2 separate regions of the Zea mays genome follow, and region 2 is linked to region 1. A link is a contact called in public Hi-C data. All regions are on one chromosome and are shown on one strand. Each heading gives the region's core, a stretch centred on a gene start, on an enhancer-like site or on the middle of the called end of the contact. The rest is flanking DNA. Distances are from core to core; before and after follow the strand shown. Region 1 holds the start of LOC100280696. Region 2 has its middle 15 kb from the start of LOC100278091.

Region 1 (5,189 bases), core at 2,341-4,840:
TTCAGAAGAAAAAGGAAGACATATGATCTTAAGTAGAAGCGTATCTGTATCTAAAATTGTTGATCTGGTTACTGGTTATTGATCTTTTAACAACCTTGGCCTGTTCCGACATTGTAGATTCCAACTTTGCCTGGCTGAGCTTTACCAAGAGCTTTTACGTGAGCATCTACAAGATCTGTGACATCGATGTAGTCTCTAACGCAAGTTCCATCTGCAGTGGAGTAATCGGTTCCACGAACCTGAAAGAGCAGAGAATCACATATATACGATTGTTATTCATATAAAATGAATGGATGCAGCTACTTATACAAAAGTAAAAGAGTAATTGATGGCACTGAAATGAGAATCTAGAATACCTTTAGCCCTGGAATGATTCCCAAAGCTGCATCAAAGCAAGCACCGGATATCCGTCCATGCTCGCGTAGCTCTGGCCTTGGAGCTTCTCCTAGCCGTCCCTCTGGGTCTGATCCAATCACGTTGAAGTATCTAATTTATACAGAGCAGGAAAAGAGTTAGAACTATTCCATGGATTGCAATCTAATATAGGCTGCCAAAAACCAACCTTAAGATCATGACAGCCATATTTGATTGCTTCTTTGATTTTGTAAAATCTAAGATGATGTCCTCCGCCATCTTCTTTGCCTTACCATATGGATTGATAGGATTCTGCAGTGGTTTAGAAAACAGTTAGAATCATGACAGCATCTATAAAATTAAGGCAAAATCCCATGTATTGAGAGGCTAACCTGAGGAGTTGTTTCTACAATCGGCATTGTATCAGGTTCACCATAGGTTGCACACGTACTCGAGTAAATCAGAGTATTTACATTATGTGCTGCCATTGCCTCAAGAACTGTCAATGTGTTTGACGTTATGTTGTGGTAGTACCTGTCATAGCAGTGTTAGCAGAGTATATACAGTTGGCTAGGAAGAACAACATTTGCAGCAGATGACTTTTGCATGGTGAACTAATACCAAGGAAGCAGCACAAAAAACAGTTGGAGCAAAAAAAAAAAACTTGCACTACATCCATTTAAACTATAGAAACATTGAATTAAAATTTTTGTGTGGACTTTCACTATAAATTTATTTAACAGACTACAAATTATATGGTTTGTGTAGCAATTCCGTTCCAATAATTAAGGAACATGTGGTGCTTTGCTACATACACATCAAAGAGATTTCAACAGAATCGTGTAGGTCCAAGCTTCGAAAATTTTGAGCAATAAAGGAAAACCAGCATATACTCCCTCTGTCCTAAATTAGAATTCGTTTTAGACAATTATGAGATTCATATAAATTTGATGTATGTGTTTTATATATGTGTCTAGATTCATCATCATGTATTTGAATATAGACATAAAAAACAAGTGCTAAAAGGAACACTATTTTTGAACGGAGGGAGTACATGCCTAGAACAAGCATTTACCTGAGTGGCTCCATTGTGCTCTCACCAACATAAGCAACAGCAGCAAAGTGCATAACAGCATCAAATGCGTTCTCCGAAAATATTTTGTTCACCTGATTATCGGTTAAGTGCAAAACAAATCTCATCAACACAGAAATGTAAGGGGAAGGGGGACACTAGGTTATTAAACTTCAGAGGAAGGATACAGCTTTGGCATCGCCTAAATCAGCATAAATAAATTGAAGCCTTCCGGGTTCTGGAAATAACCGTTGAAGAACTCTAACAGCTCCAATGTTCCCTCTGGATAGGTTATCCTGTAAGTATCAAATAATGGAAGTTGCTGTTACTATCAAACTCCGTTTGTGAGTAACAGAATGGGAGAGAAGTATAAGAAATTACCACAATGGTAACTCGGTACTTGTCACTAAGGAGACGAAGAGTAGCATGTGAGCCAATATACCCAGCACCCCCTGTTACTAACACATGGGTCACCCCAGTTTCATGGCGAGAGAACTGCAGGAAATGTGAGTGCTTCAACAAATGCCTCCAGCCGAAAAGAATTAAAGAAACTAGTAATAAAGAACTGCAGGCAAATGATTTGAACAGCTTCCAGGAAATTGCTGGAACTGTACAACCGTGCCGGAATTGTGAGTTTGTGACTATCAAGAACGAACGATGCATATATGTATCAGTAAAATAACCCTGGCATAATAGCGTAAATGTATCAGAAATGAACCTGGCACAACAGCATAAACATAGCAGTAAGTCACAACAGCAAACATTAAAGCGTCGCGTTGATGTTCCATGGAAACTAAGCAGAGTACTTAAGTCGTCTGGAAGAAGGAATAATGACAGGTCGTGCCAACTCAACAGCAAGCGGCAGTGACATGGGTAGTTGTTGTGGAGAGATTCAAGCACGTACCACGCTGGTACCGCTGAAACTAGGGGACTGTTTCAACACGATTATGCACATGACCGTGAGGGCAGCAGCCACGGCAATCTTCCCCGTGAGATTAGGCTTCCGTCTGGAACCAGCAAAGTCCATCCCTGTGAAAAAAAAAGGGCATAATTTAAAAGTTGTGCAAGCAAACTATGATGGCTGGGCCCAGGTGTGGTCTGGGTGCCCGAAAGCTCAGTTAATTCCTAATCAGTTGGGGACTCCTGTATGAAGTCTCATGAGTGTAGGGGTGGTAACGGGCCATTTAATTTAGCCTAGCAAATCTAAGGATCAAGTCAAGTTAGGGCCGGATCATAAAACAATACAATTTTGAACTAACAAAATTAAGGGCCTTGTTGGTTTGTGAAGCAAGTATTAGGGCCATGATCCATTACCACCCTTACATGAGTGTATTGGTTTTGTACTAAATAAATTTGAACATCCAGCACACCGTATACAAAGTAAATTTACATGATCAGATAGGTCAGTTTTTTATTAAAAAATGTGTTTTTTTTTTTTTTTGCGTGCACGGCACAGGAAACTTGAAATGACGGCATTTTGGTCTGTAATTGAGTGATCGAAATCACACCTTCGCTGTTTAAAGACAGATTAGTGGAGTTGTTGCAGAGGCAAAAAAAAGGGGGGGAAACAGAGAGGAGCGTAAAGCAGGGCAAAGAATTGATGTACCTGACAAGATCCACGGCCTAGTGGTCCTACTACCCTGGCTTCTGCTCCTTGGGGTTGTTGACATGTGAAGTCGGCGGCCAGGAATGAAACCGACAAGAACTCGACCCCCCCGTCGTCCTACCTTTGAATCTGCACATGACGCAACCCCACGCATGGTTAAAATTCGTCTCAAGATCAAACCTTTGCGAGCCCAGGTGCCATCTTCTGTACAGATCATACACACGGGCACAGAACAGAACAGAACAGAAGGATCTCCGCTAACACGGAGAAAAGGCACCAGAAGGAACCAGGCATCAGCGCCGGCGAACAACGGCGAGCACGCAGAACGCGGTGGGGAGAACTCAAAAACTGGATCACGGCGGCGGAACTCACCTCACTTGGCGGGCGGGCGGGCGGGCGCAGATCGACGTTGGCAGCGGCGGGAGGGCGGATTCGGCCGGCGACCCGGCGCGTCCGCGAAGGGGGGGCAGGCCAGGTGTCCAGGCCAAAGATGGGACGGCGAGCGACGCGGAGAGGAAGGGAGGGAAGGGCGGTGGCAACAACTGAAGGAGGAGGAGACGGAGGCAGGCAGGTGCAGGTGCAGGTCTCCGGGTGGGGCGCGTTTATATTTCTATTTCTACCAGACAATCACATGGTCGGGTCTCGGGTCATCACGCACATGTGGGGTTCGTTGTTCTACTGCGCCAGAATCTTTTTCGGCATTTCTTTCTCTCTCTGTGTGTTTTTTTTCACCCTCTTGTGTCCAATGAATACTTTTTCGCGTGCAGTTGGCTGGCATGTACGTACCCCGTTTTCCTCAAATTTTTATTTGTTAAGAATAATCCTCTGGCATGGCAATTTCCTTGTAGCAGTGGGTCCTTGGAAGAAAATAATACTCCCTCCGTTTCTTTTTATTAGTCGCTGGTTAGTGCAATTTTGCACTATCCAGCGACTAATAAAAAGAAACGGAGGGAGTATTTATTTTGGAGATTGAACTCTGTTGTGTTTTCCGGCACCGCTGGTTTGGTTTGGTTTGGTCTGGTCTGGTGATGACTGATGAGAAGCAGTGAACCGGCACCTGACGGTAGCTTGGCATCGAGAAAGCTGGCAGGATTTGAGCGAGTCAACAACTGGCGTGGCCTCGTGGCTCTACCGCCGCCCAGGTCCTCCAATTCCTCCGCGTTGCTCGCGTCACGTGATGAACTGATGATGGACCGAAGGCGGCGGCTTCCTCTGCCGCCGTCGACGAGGTTCGTCTTGTGTGCCCTCGCCGGCCGCTCCCCCGTCACCGTCTGTGCTGCTGACTGTGCAGTGATGCAGAGCAGAACGATACTGCTCCCACGAAACAGCAGTAATCGGCAGCTCAGGTGTCAGTATTTATTTTTCTTTTCTAAAAAATAAAATAGATGTCAGTTTCTGGACGGTTTGCTTAGTTTTAATATATACCAGCTTCTATTATTTCTATAGTGTTTTTGTCTATGGTATGGATTTCAGCTGCAGCAGTAAGATTCTATATTATTTGCGAACCTATTTCTGTTTTAATTAAAATCTGTTCGGTTCAGAGCGGGGGGAATGGTCAGCGCTACTGTGGCGCAAGATTGAGACAGTACCTAACCTAACCATGCCTAATCGGAGTATCGTGTTGTGTTAGGCTGCAATGCATGTACTGTCTTCATTTATCGTGTTTTTATTATTGTTTCTCGTTTGCTTGTGGTGGGGAATCCTCCGTAGATGTGCTGACGTTGGCCCATCTCTACTAACTATTAAGGGCTAAATGTAGACCGCCCCCGCTCGCCAACCAGCCCTACCTCTCCGCGCCGCTGCAAACCGTCCGCCATCCCCGCTTGCCCGACCGCCGGATTCTGCCCCCGCCACTACCAAACGCCCGCCGCTACCGCACGCCCGCCGCAGCGCACGCTCCGCGAATCCCGCACGCCCGCCGTCGCGAATCTCGTCGCTACCGAACCGCCCGCACGCCCGCCGCCGCGAATCCCGCCGCTACCGAGCCGCCCGCCTACCACCCGCACGCCCGGGAACCCTACGGCCGCCGCGACTGCCGCATATCCGCCCCCACACCGCCAGCCATGCCGCGGAACACCCGCCTCCCTACGCCGCTAAACAACTGTCGAGATCGTCCTCTCCCCTCCTTTGCCGCCACCGCCTCCTGGTCCCGCACAT
Region 2 (5,860 bases), core at 1,552-4,051, 110 kb after region 1:
TGGATGTTCAACTTAACAGTCTCCATCGAAACACCAGTATATCAAACGTTTGAGATGATGAGAGCTTTTTGTGTGACTTAGCATTTGGTGGGGATTGTTGGATTAATGTGGGCTTGGCCCAAATTAATACTCAATAATAGTCAATGCTAATGGCCCACTTTAATGCTATGGTGTACTAATTATTTAGTACCATATTGGAAGTTCAAAGGACAAATCAATCAACTTAAATAGGTGGACCATTGGTGCATCTATTGAGAAGTTGAGAAAAGGATGAAGGACTGCCACACGCGCGCGCGCGCGCCGCCGCCGCCGCCGGCCGGGCCGGGCCGGGCCGGGCCGGGCCGTGGCTCGTGGTAGATCGGACCTTGGTCCGAATATTCCTTTCAAACGGTTGCGCATTTTGCCTGGAGTGATGACCGTCATGATAACCGTCCGTTTCCTATCTTATGGCTAGTAACGGACGTCAGTTACTGTCGAGTGATGACCGTCATGATAACCGTCTGTTTCCTATCTTATGGCTAGTAACGGACGTCAGTTACTGTCGTCAGTTTCCAGCTCTAATGCGCGACCGTTTCTATCCGTTGTTCTTCTCCCTTCTTCTGACCGCCTATAAGAATGGAGAGGGAGGGCTCTTCCAGTCACGCGAATTATCTCACGCGAATTGCAAACAACACATTCCCGTCCCATCTTCTGCGAGCACAGAGAGAGTGGGAGAGCAGGCCTCCGAAATCACCGACCGCAGAGATACACTTGCACGGGTGTGCGGGCGATCAGATTTTTGGGGAGCGTCTTCGCGACTGCTCGCGTGATCGTCCACAGCTTGCTGTTCGTCGCCTTCCCAAGTTGACGCGTGCTGCTGTTCTTCTTCCCGGCGACCGTTCGAGGGACTGCACTGCGTACATCTTCCTGCACCGACTTCGTACGGCTACATCGAACAAACACACGAGATGTCTCGTGTGAATGGAGCCACTGGTGCCTTGAGCATCGGTCCCTCCGCTGGGTACACTCTGTTCTTCGTATTTATGCATGTTTCATTGCTGTTTACTGCTTATGCGAGTAGTTATACACACATGCACATACATGTCATCACATATATCGCACCGATTATCTGGATTAAATTAAAACTAAAAATGCCTAACTTTCTAACATTTTTTCGTGTGGAAGTGTATGTTGTTTGGAGAAAAAAATTGTACATCCCGTTTCAAACATCTTCTTTTACAGCCTCTCGCATCCACCACTTGAAAGCCCACAAAAAAATAATCAAAATTTGCAACTTAACCTTTTAATAATTTATTTTTATATTTCTATAGACTATCATGTATAGATGTGAGCCGGTGTAAAAGAGATTTTTTGCATCCCAGCTGAAAAGGATTTTTTCCCCTTGTTGATTGCCCCCGTACGTACGTGGAGGGGTGCCAGGGATGGCTGGAGCTAGCAGCTATGGCTAGCTGCACCGGCAACGGCATTTATTTGCAGCGGAGTCCGCCGGATCGCGGCCCGAATTATTATTGCGCGCGCGCACCTACACGATCTACATCTCCCATATCAGCATGATATCGTCGTCTTGCTTGCATTGGATGGGTCGTCTCGTCCGCCGGCGGTCCAGTCCACGCCGTGGCCTGTGTGCGTGTGATGCATGGCTCGGCCTCGGCTCGTACTACGTACGTCTTCTTGTACGCTTGCGTCGCGTGTGGGTCCGCCAGTGAGCTGTCTATCTATCTAGTATCTCCGTTCTCCATGCACGCACACGTACGCCCGCACGCGGAGATCAGAGAGGCAGAGCTAGCGACCACCTCTGACGACGTCGTCTCAAAGAAGCCTGGACAGCGGCAGCAGGCAACGAGAGTGAGCGAGAGACCGCCCTGACGGGCTGGTGTTTCGTCTGGAACTGGGATAGGGAGGAGAAAGAGAAGGAGAAGGAGAAGAAGAAAGAACCGACGGTCGCGCGGAGCAGCAAAACCGGTCGCTCTCGCGCGCGCTGCAGCGGGCTCGATCGCGTAGTATAGTCGTCGGCGCGCGCCCGCCTACTCCCCCGATACGACGCGAGCATTTAAGCGCGCGCTCTCCGTCCGAGTCGCGCGACGACGACGCGATCGATCGAGCCTGCTTCCAGCTTCCTGCTTCTCCTTCCCGACCTCATTGATGAGGGTGATGTGCGGGGGACGGCGACGGGAGTTAATGACGAGAGCAGAGGGCGCATGCAGAAAGAAGAAGCTCTCAACGCGAGCCATGGCAATAAATGGGCGCCGGTGACCGTCCGTCGGGCGCGCGAACCATGCACGTCGCTGTCGGGTTTAGGTGCCAACGCCCGCCACTCGTGGCTTCGGTCTGCCGGCCGTCTCCTCAATCCTCCACACAGGCACAGCGAGTGGCCGCTGTACGGAGCACGTGAATAACAACAAAACAAAACAAACAGGTTTGGGGTGGATTGGATGGGACAAGCAGGACGATCAGCAGATAGTATAGCCTGAAATCCACGCCGGCGGGCGTGGAGCCCATGCACATGCACCGCGCCGGAATCGGTCGTTTGCCCTGCCGTGCGGCCGGGGCGGATGCCTCGAGGCATCAGCAGGGGCCGGCAACATTTCACATCATGCAGCAATGCAGCTGCAGCTGCAGCCTGCAGGTATTCTTTTCTTCGAGTTGGAGGGACAGTACCGAGAAGCGGCACGTGAAGAAAGGGCAAGCGCACAGCAATCACGCGTTGCGTGTGCTTGTTGGACTGCCATCCACTTACTGATGGGCCTCGTCAAGTATGGGGATGGACAATACTTGGGCTGGGCCGAAGGCAATCCCACAATAGTCTACAGCACCACCTCTCGCTCCCAAAAAAAAAACAGAGAGTAAACATTGGCGTGGGTATGGCCCATGTGGTCTCTGCCTCCACTTCTGATCATGCTGTGGTCTTCTGGTTTTGCATATATGGTGCTAACACCGTCTGTTCACTAAATTTCATACTTAAAAAAATATTTTATGTATTTTACAGTATACTCTAAAAGATTTGTTTCTCTATAACTTTACCGTCTCCCGCAGCATCCTCTAAAATTTAGCCTCTATATATCATTCTCCTTATTACACCAACTTAGTTAACAGAATAAAATATTTTACTAAACGCCTCCAAACATTCCCTACCGTAATTTTTTTTCTTTCTTAACCTGGGCACTTTCTCTATTCATTGCGGGGTCACCTCCTAGTAGCAGCATGCATCTGCTAGTTCAGCTCATGTGTATAGGCGTCATACAGGCGTTTCCACTGAGGATAGACGTCCTGCCCTTCTCTGTTAGCTCCGCAGCTATTTTGGCGTCAACGGCAACCGAAGACTGTTTGTAATAAGGCTAAAGAGAACAGGAGTAATCTTTAATTTTTTTCATGGGCTTATAATTAGCATCACCATCTGTTATAAAATTGTAGGCTGTTTTAGGTTTCCTAGGTACCCGTAGCTTCTGCTTTTTTCGTCGAGATAACGACTTGTGAGCGATACCCGGTGCCTTTTTTTTTTCGTCGGTAGATAAGAACACTGGGCGTGGCAAGACGAGTGTCGTGTGAATCGGGTTTCCTCCTCTCTCTCTCTCTCTCTCTCTCTCTCTCTCTCTCTCTCTCTCTCTCTCTCTCTCTCTCTCTCTCCATCCAAGCGGAAGGCGGTATAGATAAAACGATCTGTTTTCGATTGGAATTTTGTGACTGGGACGAACTTGCCCCCTGAAAATGACGCGTTCGGATCAGGCTCGAAGAGTCCCGAGGGGACGTGTCAAATCAGAGGGAGCCCGTGAAGTCAAACACTCGAGCCTTATTTGGGAATATAAGATCTATTCCTGATGGAGCCATGCACCACCAGTTCAGGTACTGTACACACTAAACCAGCTAGTTCGCTTATTAGGTGATCGTGACTGATCCAAACAAGGATAGGCAACGATATATAGAATCCTCCAAACACATGTTTCATTTACGCAGTCAGCCGAAAGATGTTACCATGTCTAATCGGGGTACTGAAATACATGTTTACGAAAATGCATGGTCATCTATATATGCATACTCTTCCACGTCACATCTAAAATATTAATTGAAAATGCTACAGTCATTTAGATATTTATAATAGACTTATTTGATGTTGGAGTCAGCGTTAAGAGCGGCCTCGGTCTTGGCCATGTATCTTGTTTCCATGCCACCCAGGTGGTGGAATCGACCCCGTTCAGATCAGGCTCTGGCTCTCACATTCTTTAAACAGGATTTCTCGTGACTGAAAATCTGTCTGTATCCGAAGCATTTGGATGGGACATGTCAGCAGGTGTTGTAGTAGCTAGTACGTACCACTCGCTAGCTAGCTAGTCGGCACGTAAAACATTTTGGGGTTGACCCCAGTTGGGCAAGCCAAACCCCAAACACTTGTACTACCTATAGGTGTGTGACCGGACAGGTTAGGCGTGGACAGCCAGAACCCCGGCCGTGGCACTGGCATCGTCCTTTGTCAGTCAACGCTCGTGGCGCGACCGAGACCGAGCCCGAGCCCGGCGGCCGTCCACTCATCGCAATCATTGGCCCACGCGTTCTATTTAACTCGCTCGGCTTGTGAATTTTTATCCATGGTTCGTTTTACCACGGCAACAAATCCGTGTGAACCTTACTACCTCAAAGAAACGAGATATGTCTGCCGGTGACTTCCATCTTCTTCAAGACCTGGTGGCTCGTCATTCCTAGTCGACTACGACCCATTTATCACCTCCATAATGACGCGGCGGAGCTAGGATTAGGGCATAGAAAAGAGACCAAGCAATCATTAAAATATTAGAAGGTGAAAAGATATTGTAGGATATATATATACACATGTGTATACTAATTTACGTATAGCATAGATAATAAATCAGTGAAAAGGGCTTGCACCATATAACTATATTTTAATTAAATCTAACATAGATCACAATAATTTGTTTTTACCATGATCGACCAAATTAAAAGCTTCGATTATATCATGGGAGTTGATCATAGCTATCAATTCTATATCACTATAGATGATCAAGTAACTTCACATAAAATCATCTCCCAATTTATTTTAGTATATGTGTTTTGGTAATTTTTATAGCTAAATGGCTTTTTTAGTGGTTGCAGTTGAGACTAAAAGAGTGAACATTAATCTTAATAAGCCGCAAACCATTTGATACATGGCATTTTTACACAATTTAACAAGACTTTTTTTTTATCAAATCAGCAAGTGATTGTAATGTATTTGACTCTAGACGGTTCTATAGTCAAGGTGAAGCACCAAATTTGTTACGCACATAGTAATTATACGGCGACAACTTTGAATTGAAATTTATTGCTTTTATTATTAGCGACAAATTTTGTTGCCTAAAAAATGCGACAAATTATTACTTGGATAGAGAAATTTATTTTGACCAAATAAAATCTATATTTTATATATTGTGTGTATAAATATATAAACGCTCCAGGAGAGTTAGGGGGGCAAGGCCCTACCCTGGCTCTAACATGTGACTAATATTATGCTCAAGCCTTTGGTTGGTCCACCATCTGGCAAAATTTAAACTTAATTCCATATAGTTCAGATTGAGAGGGATGTTAAAGATAGGAGGTTATATATATATATATATATATATATATATATATATATATATATATATATATATTAAAGATAAAATGTTTTATATAGTAGGAAATGAGCATGCCCCTTGATTTTGTTAGGCTTTGAGATGCGCGAAGTGATCTTGACACAAACTTGAGGTAAGGCTTCTAATCTCGATATTATTATTATCTATCATGAAAATTATCCTTATGCATTAGTATATTACTGAAAGGATCTTTCCTGCGCCACTTCATCAGTTCAACAAAAGCAGGTATACAAGCACGA

Evidence for each region. Hi-C and Micro-C count contacts between places; a contact is called where the count stands out from the background.
Region 2: a Hi-C map of ear shows a contact between it and region 1, with 1.9 times the contacts expected there. The contact joins the enhancer-like site here to the promoter of LOC100280696 in region 1. A contact is called at or near these places in 3 of 25 Hi-C or Micro-C datasets (ear, leaf and tassel).

The regions. Positions count from the first base shown.
Region 1 is chr2:9,935,269-9,940,457 of Zm-B73-REFERENCE-NAM-5.0, forward strand. It overlaps LOC100280696, which reads right to left and starts at 3,591. Exons shown (of 11, transcript NM_001153615.2): 1 at 3,405-3,591; 2 at 3,033-3,161; 3 at 2,331-2,455; 4 at 1,808-1,921; 5 at 1,615-1,722; 6 at 1,430-1,521; 7 at 747-888; 8 at 563-666; 9 at 357-486; 10 at 95-239. The coding sequence starts at 3,096.
Region 2 is chr2:10,047,125-10,052,984 of Zm-B73-REFERENCE-NAM-5.0, forward strand. No RefSeq gene overlaps it. Among protein-coding and RNA genes, the nearest start is that of LOC100278091, 15 kb to the left of the region's middle. Within about 2 kb of position 2,802, at least 20 of the 20 cell types and tissues checked have an H3K27ac peak or open chromatin away from gene starts, as enhancers often do. A contact at or near this core is called in ear, leaf and tassel, where this site is marked.